3 separate regions of the Mus musculus genome follow, and regions 2 and 3 are each linked to region 1. The links are chromatin contacts, called in public Hi-C and Micro-C maps. All regions are on one chromosome and are shown on one strand. The core of a region is the stretch at or near the end of the contact, and the rest is flanking DNA. Distances in the headings are between cores, read along the strand shown.

Region 1 (2,700 bases), core at 182-2,681:
AGGCAAGGCTTCTGTCTGGTTTTTGTTTGCTGAGGTACTTACCTCTAAGAGCCTTAAATGGGTGGCTTCTGCTTAGACCCCCTAGTCTGAGCCGGTTTTCAGAAGAATGCCTGAATGGGCGAGGGAGGTGAGGGCAGTCGAGTATCACGCTTTGATATTGTTTCAAGCACTGACAAAAATGCTTCCTGAGAACTTCTAGATAGAAAATACCTCCAGGAAATTGGAATTTGTACTAGGGCGCTCTAAACACCTGGCCAGAGGCTTATTTCATTTTATAAAGAACTGGGAGAGACGACAGCAGTTGGCCACGGGCCAATATTTGGAGGTCATCCACTTTATCCTGGGATTCCCACCCTCTCTCTCTTCATCCCTTGGCCATCCAGTTAAATTGGAAAATAAATCCCATCCCTGGTAAGGTGTTGGCTGATAAAGGCTGAGCTATTGCCCCTTCAAGGGGAATTTGCATTTTAATAGGGGCTCGTCAAGCCCCAAAGGAATCAATATCTCTAACGCTGAAATTTCAAGCACCAGCAATTGAGATATTTTCGGGAGGACACTGTTCGGTATTTCCAATCCAATGGGGCGGGGGTTGAGGGGGAGGAGGCAGACAGGGATGGAGGACTCCATAAGTCCTGCCAAGAGGTCATGGAAGAATGACCTTTGAATTTCATCTTTTGCAACTTTCCTTTTCGGCCAGTCCTTCATACTTCCGACCCTGCAGACTCCATTCAACACTGATAGGCTTAAAGTTGTCCCATCAACAGGACCACAAAAGGCATTGGGACAACCGAATTTCCAGGTTTCCTTGCAATTTCAAGGAAGCCAATCATTAAATCTGGGGGCAAGAGGGAGTATAGGCTGTTTAATACAACCTCCATTTACATTTGCTCTTGTATACTGTTTTAAAGGCTAAACTTGGGACTTGTTTTATAAAACGCCCCGCAAAGGAGAAGTGGATAGAAGGCAGCTGCTTGCCCCAGGGGTGTCCTAGGTGGCTTCTAGGGTGATTCTGCACGAAGGCGGCTAGGCTTATTAACTGGAGGTCGCCACGCCTGGGGCTCAGCGCAGGAAATCGACATCCAAGCCCTTTCAGAGCCTCAGGTCCCACAACCCCGCTCCCACGCCTTGGCCAAAGGGTCCTCTCGGAGTCCTCTGTCCTTGCCGGTGTCCAGGCTCCGTCCGTCCTCTCCCCAGTATCCGACTCGGCCCAGGAGGAGGCACCAACGCGGAGGACACACCCGCGACCTCTCCTGCTCCCTGCCTTGTCCCCCCCTTCGGCTTCGGTTCCCTCCCGGGCCCCGGCGCACAGCGGCTAGGCTCGCTCCCGAAGCCCGCGGCGGCTCGCGCCCGGCACGGCGGCTCGCGCCCGCGCTCGGCCAGGGGAGCGCGCGGACGGGCGGGCGAGCGGGAGAGGGCGCAGCGCGGCCGGCGGGCCCTGCGCAGCGGCGGTGGCATGGGCGCGGGCACCGGTGCGGGCTGCGGGCGCCCGGCTCTCCGCCCGGCCCGAGCCGCTCGCGTCGGCCGCGCGCCGCAGCCTCTGCTGCTGCCCGCGGGGAGGCGGTCCCCGCAGCCAGCGCAACTTGCCCCGGCGCCTCGGTGAGAGGAGCGCAGCGCGGAGAGAGCTTGCGGGACGAGATGCCTCCGGCCGGCGGCCCCCGCACACCGCGTCCGCACGCGCTGCCCCGCAGCCTGTCCCGCCTGCGCGAGTGCCCGGGCCGTTCCCGCATCGTGCTGGCTCTCGGGGCCACGCAGATGGCGCTCGGATGCCTCATCGTGGCCGTGAGCTTCGCGGCGCTGGCTCTCACCACCTCCGCCCGCGTGCGCCACTCCTGCCCTTTCTGGGCCGGCTTCTCGGTGAGTGTCTGCGGCGGCGGCGCGGGCTGGGACCCGGAGCTGCAGTGGCGGGGGACGCGGCCGGCGCCGAGTGGGGGAGCGGACGCCCGGGTCTGGCAGCTGCGGCTCGGCTAGCAGTTTCCAAGTCCGGGCCGGGGAACTCCGGGGACCGCCGCGCGTCGCGCTGCCGCTCCAAAGCGTTGCGCCCGGAGTTACTTTTCTGAGGGGAAAACAGCCAGGCGCCCTCCCTTCGCCACCTGGTGGGTAGCAGTCGGTGGCTGGTGCCTGCCTGGGACAACTGCCCGGATCCCCACTCGCCGCCGATGACCGACCCGGGCAGCGGGCGACTGTGACCAAGGCGGCACGGGGGCGCCCGAGCCCGGTGCAGTACCCGCTGTGCACGGCTCCCTTCGCTGCGGTTCTCGCCGGGGGCGCGCAGGGCTGTGGGTCAGTCTGGAGAGGACCGACTGGTCCCCGCTCTGGCACCTCCCGGACGCAGGGACATCTTGTTTCCCCTTAAGCCCAGGACGGTCTGGCTGGACCTGCTGGAGATCCGGAGTCAGGAGCGTGCTATTTAAAATCCAGATTGATTTTCGGGTTCTTGACCCTCAAATGTTTCCTCCAGCAAACATTTATTAAAGAAGCCATTGGTTCGAGATGATTTTCTTTTCTTTTCTTTTCTTTTCTTTTCTTTTCTTTCTTTCTTTCTTTCTTTCTTTCTTTCTTTCTTTTTTTTTTTTTTTTGGTATTTTGTATTGTTTTGGTGAAAGTTGCTTATATTCTGTATTAATAAAGCATGGACATATGGGAATAGGGATAAATGTGGCACGGGTATTTATAACGATGGGCACTTGTTTCGAGAACTCT
Region 2 (2,700 bases), core at 164-2,663, 540 kb before region 1:
AAATACCAGAGGACATGTTGGACAGAACTGGAACCAGAACACACAGCTCTCCAAATCCAATCCAATGTCCTTTCCAGCAAAAGTTACTGATGGAAAAATGAAGCCCGGACACGCCCCCTTCGGCGCGCCCCCACCACAAAAATGACAACACCCTCAGCCCTCCAATTCTAGAAAATACTGGTGTTAGTATATACGTCGAAATAAAAATCTGTGAAATGCCTCTGCCAGTTTCAAGTCCAATCCCTGAAATAATAGGACTCCAAACAGATGAACCTAAAGAGCTAGCGGACAGTTAGCAAAACAGGAATACTTGGAAGTGACATGAAGTGGCTAACGCTATAAATACCATTTCCCACTATTGTTCCTATCTCCATGTGGCCCGAGGTTGGAAGGTTCAAATCACAAGGCTGAAAAGGCCTTAAATCAAGATAACTACAGTGGCTGCAAAGGTGAGGAAACAAAGATCCCTCAAAGCCCGATCTCACCCGGATTATCCTCCAGGTATCTATCCAACCTTCTTAACCCAGCACATCATATAACATTAGGGAAGCATTGTAGAGTTCGGTGTTTGGTTGGTTGGTTTTTAACTCAAGGGAAAACAGTACTGGCTAAAGAACTGGAAGAGAGTGGAAAATAAAAAATAAACAGAAACGAAGAGTCCTGTAAGGCTGGATGAAGAGGTAAGTCATAGATTTCAAAAAGACCAAAACTGTCTACTGAAAGCGGCTGTCTGCCCTTAATTTACATATCTAAACAACACCACATCTAACAGCCAAAACCAAAAGGCGACTTCTTATACTAAAGAAACCTGTATCGAAAACAAAGGGGGGCGGGCAACTACTCCTTATAAATATGCACATTTACTAGAATAGAAAACGTCTAGTACCTGCTGCCCTGGGAACTACAGAGAATGTACGTGTTGGGCCCGGATCCTTTATTGCCTGAGCCAGCGGCTGCGAATGCTCTAAATTTAAGGATCCTACAATTAGAAAGGCATGTTATCATGGGATAGGATACCCTTGGTTTGTGTGCTTAACAGGTAGGGGCTGCACTGGGCATCTACGGCTCAAGAAACGGAAATGACGGGGTCGACTGGGGTTCTGGGCTACCGACTCAGGGAACACCGGTTTTCGGGGCGGGCTGGAGCGCAGTGCTGCGGCCTCGGGCTGCGGCGCCCAGGCGTCGGTCGCCGGCCTCCTGCGGCTCCGGGGACCCCCTTGCCACCAGCTCACCCGGTGCGGCCCCCAGCCTTGAACTCACCATCTCCCGACAGAATGTAGCACTGGGACAGGAAAAGCAGCACGCGGGACAGGTGGCGGACAGACCGCAGCGGCTCGGCCGCAGCCTCCATTTTTGTCGCTGCGCGTGCGCACTTCCGGGCCAGGAGGCGGGGCTGTGGTGGGGGCGCGCCGAAGGGGGCGTGTCCGGGCGCGGCCCGCAGGCGCACTGCTGCGGGGCGCCGCCGGCGGGTGTCATTGCTTCCCAGCTCGGAGGTTGGGTGGTCTCCTTGTCGCCGTGCTCTGAGTGCTGTTGGCCAAGGGAAATGAATGAAACTGGGGACCCGCAGCAGCAGGAAGTAGCTCGGACCAGAATAGCCCCTCACTGCCTTTGAAGAGATGCCCTTCTCTTTCCATTGGGAGTCTGGGAAACGGTTGTGATGCGATGTGGTTAGCCCATTTTAGTTCCGCTGACCCATGAAGCCAGGGAAGCAGCTCCAAGAGTCCCATGCACCAGGACCCAGGGCTCCTGCCTTAGGTTTTACCACAGCCTGTTGGGGGACACGCGGAGTTTAGAGTTCCTCTGAGACTGGAAAAACAGGTTAGGTCTCAGGGCCTGGGACAAGAGCCAAGTGTGTGGAATTTTCACGTAGGAGCAGAGTCCAACCCCAAACTGGCCAGGAGAGCAACCTCGAGGAGGGGGAGCTGCTCTCTGCAACCTACGTTGTTTCTATGGCATATACTTCAGGAAGCATGCTGTTGGTATGTCTCTCTCTGTTGACTTGCACTTTGGGGTCCCCAAATTCCCACTTGCACATCTGATAAGTGAAAAAGTACATGAAATGGTGTTCGGCGCACAACAATCCTGCAGTAAATGTTAGCTTTAAAAATGGTTACAATTCGCACCCTACACCCTCACACTGGTTTCATCTATGATGCTTCACTCTTCATGTTCAGGAGAATCAATAATATATCAAAGACTGATGCTTCTCTGCATCTAATTTGAATTCTGCTGCACCTAGTGAAATAAATCTGTAACTAATTTCTCTTTGGCATAACGGTATTTTAATTAAGTGCCAAGACAATAAGGTTGAAATCGGAACTACAGGGTCTGGAGAGCTGAGTCGGCAGTTAGGAGCACTGGCTGCTCTTCCAGAGGACCTAGATTTGATTCCCTGCACCCACCTGCGGCTCACAATCACCCAGAACTACAGTTCCAGGAATCTGGCACCCTCTTCTGACCTCTATAAGCACAAGACACTCTTGCAGTGCCCAGACAACAGACAAAATACCCATGCACACAAAATAAAAATAATTTAAATATATCAGAAATGCAGTCCAGAGGCACAGACAGGCAAATCTCAGTGAGTTCTAGGCCAGCCAGAACTACATCGTGAAACCCAGTCTTGATTTAAAAAAAAAAAAATCAGAAATATACTCGATTCAACATACAAGTGAAACACCCCAGGAAAGCAGTGGTTCA
Region 3 (2,743 bases), core at 35-2,534, 650 kb after region 1:
AGATCAGTACTTCAGAAAAAGTTGTTCACTTGGACCCTTAAAGCTTACGGGTCTTTGTTTTCGAAACCACTATCCTTCCTCAAATCTATATCCATAAAGGAAGAAGGGGTCTTGGGGTCTAAGGGGACCGGGACAAATCAGTTCAGACATGAAGAAAGGCCAAGAAAAACAAGCAAGGTTTAAGAACTTCACCGTGCACAAGGCCTGAGTGAGCTGGCTTTATTTAAATTCGAATTTAAGTTTGGCCTCTGTCAAGTCACATACAAATAAACAGATATTAAAGAATTAAAAGTCTTCCATAACTGAATTCTAAGTTAAGACTAGTAGGCTTTATTTAAGGCGCCTACAGCCAGGGCAAGCCCTTGCAGAGCCCCACTGGTACCTGCTCCTATCCCTACCGCACTCAGGGGAAGTTCACCCACAGCTTTGGCATATAGAGGCCTGCTGCCCATACTGCTCCCTGTGAAAACAAGGCTTGAAAAAAGCTGGGATCAATGTTCCCCTTCATCCTCCATACCCAAGTCCCCTTGCCGGGCTCTGCCTGCCAAGAGGAAGCAGCCAGGATAAGGGGCATGTCCCCGCCGCATCCCCCCAGAGAATACGGGGTGTGGAATTTTTAACTGAGTTTCTCCCCCGGGCCTCATTATAAAGGGAAAGGGGAGGGAGGGGTACAGATCAAAGACCGGTTGCCTGGAAGCAGCGAACCCAGCAGCGACCCCAAACTCCCGAGTTGCCGCCCAGCATCGGGACTTGGAATCAGTGCCAAGCAGCTCCCCTCTAGACAACCCCCCCCCCAACGCAATAATAGGGGGACCCAGACGAGTGACCATCTCCTCTGGCCACACCAGGTAGCCCCGCGCCGCCGCTTCGCAAGCCCCTGATAACCTAGCGGCCAGCTGATCCCTGCCGCGCCCGGCCGCTGGTCAGTGGCTCGGAGGGTCCGGTGGGTCCGGAGAGAGAGGGGCGCTGGTCCGTAGCACCCCCCGGTCCCAGCGGTGGCCCGCTCTGTCGACGATGCCCCTCTGCCTCTCCAGAGCCCCACAAGGTCCGAAAGGGAGCGCTGGGACCACAGCATCCGCGCCCCCCACTGCGCCCCGGCTCCCCCCACGCGGAACCGGGCAACCCAGGCTGCTGCCGCGGAGACTCTGGCGCCCCGGGCCCCACTTACCTGCGCCCGCGCGGGTTGCGCGATGCGCCGCCGCCCCCGACTGGGTCGGCGAGGCCGAGAGCGGGGCGCCGCAGCAGCTCTTTGTGAGCCCGCGCCGAGCCGCACACCGAGACTGCTAATGAGCCCGGGAAGCTGGATAGCGGCGGGCGCGCCCCGGACGCCGCGCACGACACGCAGGGCCGCCTCTACCGGGCGCACGCGGCGCGGCCCGGGAGCACCCGCACCCGCACCGCCCTATCCGCCGCCACACCGACCGCCCCCGCTCCTCCTGCGCCCGGCCACGCGGGGTGGAAACGCTTTCTAAAGAGACCTTAGGGAATCAAGGGATTCAAGACCGCGCGGCCGCGCAAAGCGCAGACAAAGATGCTTCGGCGCCCAGCGCGGCGCCTCCGGGTGCGGCGCGGGGACAGCGGCGGGGACAGCGGACGAGCCCACCTGGGACCTGGGTCCTTGGGATACGGGCTGAGATAGGCTCCGCGAGTCGCGGTGGCCCCTTGAGGAGCACACAGGTTCCTGGGAGTGAGCTGGGACCGGCCAGTTGGGGAGCCTTAACAGTCTGGTCCTGGGCAGGCAGAACAGGTGAAGGAGATGCTGCCGGTGCCCGCACCCTGCCCCTGACGCCGCGCTGCCCCCTGGCGGGCTCCGGAGAGCGTGCGGCGCTGAGGGGCTGCGGCGACCGCGCCCTGCTCTGCCAGCTCCGCTCTATGCGGAGCCCCGGCCGGCCCGAATCCCTTGACTCTCTAGGGTATTGTGGCCCCAGAAAGCCTTTCCTGAGGGGCAAGCCTTGTCCTGCTTCCCCACAGTCAATCACCAGAAGCCTTCTGGCCACAAGGTCTTCTCACCCGGTCCCTGATAACCACACACAAGGTCTTCTCACCCGGTCCCTGATAACCACCGAGTCTCTGATACCTGTGTTGCCTGGGATGTCCAGAAGGGAGAGGGCCCCAACCTCTAATACCCCCAATGAGAACCAGTTGGCTACCCTCAGTAAGAAACAAACCTCTTGAAATTCTTGAACGTTGGGCTTTATTGTCACCTTTGACCTTTCACTCAGCCCTATGCATTTGTGGCAACTTGCAGGTTTAAGGCACACAGGGTGCTCTGTTTTAGGGAATGGGGGGCTCCACTTCAGCCCCCAAATGCTTCCAATTGGCCTGGTTCTCCCTCTTCCTCTCTCTCTTCCTTCAGTCCTAGCCTGAGATGAAGGCCAGGTGGCAGAAGATCAGAGGAATGTCACCAAAGGAAGAGGAGGGTGAGTGGGGTGAGAAAAGAACTTCCTGATGCCCACAGTGACAGAGGTGACCCCGAGAAGGGCCTGGAGAAAAACTGAATACAGGGGCAGACCTAGTAAGGACCTCCTAGGCCTGGGACCTGTCTGCCTCCCTCTCTTTCACCCTCCATTACCCCACCCCCCACCCCTACCTCACCAGTCAATAGCAGAGCAGCTCTGGCAGCTCAGGGACCAAATAGGTCCACCCTAGAGCCATTCTTCCTCCTCCTAGAGCTGACCATTCCTTCTTGCTTGTTGTCCATCACCTTAAATATTCTATTGACCCCCCTGACAAAAAGTTCAGC

Evidence for each region. A called contact is a pair of places that touch in the nucleus more often than the background predicts.
Region 2: a contact with region 1 is called in a Hi-C map of embryonic stem cells, with 4 times the contacts expected there. The contact joins the promoter of Tm2d3 here to the promoter of Fam189a1 in region 1. A contact is called at or near these places in 1 of 39 promoter capture datasets (embryonic stem cells) and 1 of 484 Hi-C or Micro-C datasets (embryonic stem cells).
Region 3: a Micro-C map of embryonic stem cells shows a contact between it and region 1, with 5 times the contacts expected there. The contact joins the promoter of Apba2 here to the promoter of Fam189a1 in region 1. A contact is called at or near these places in 2 of 484 Hi-C or Micro-C datasets (both in embryonic stem cells) and 1 of 115 datasets of contacts at active chromatin or transcription factors (embryonic stem cells).

What each region holds. Positions count from the first base shown.
Region 1 is chr7:65,155,259-65,157,958 of GRCm38.p6, reverse strand. Fam189a1 (family with sequence similarity 189, member A1) reads left to right here and starts at 1,431. Exons shown (of 10, transcript NM_183087.4): 1 at 1,431-1,854. The coding sequence starts at 1,636.
Region 2 is chr7:65,692,130-65,694,829 of GRCm38.p6, reverse strand. Tm2d3 (TM2 domain containing 3) reads right to left here and starts at 1,413. Exons shown (of 5, transcript NM_026795.3): 1 at 1,261-1,413. The coding sequence starts at 1,351. Gm33234 (a long non-coding RNA gene) reads left to right here and starts at 1,388. Exons shown (of 2, transcript XR_391545.3): 1 at 1,388-1,979.
Region 3 is chr7:64,500,679-64,503,421 of GRCm38.p6, reverse strand. Apba2 (amyloid beta (A4) precursor protein-binding, family A, member 2) reads right to left here and starts at 1,284. Exons shown (of 15, transcript NM_001291166.1): 1 at 1,169-1,284.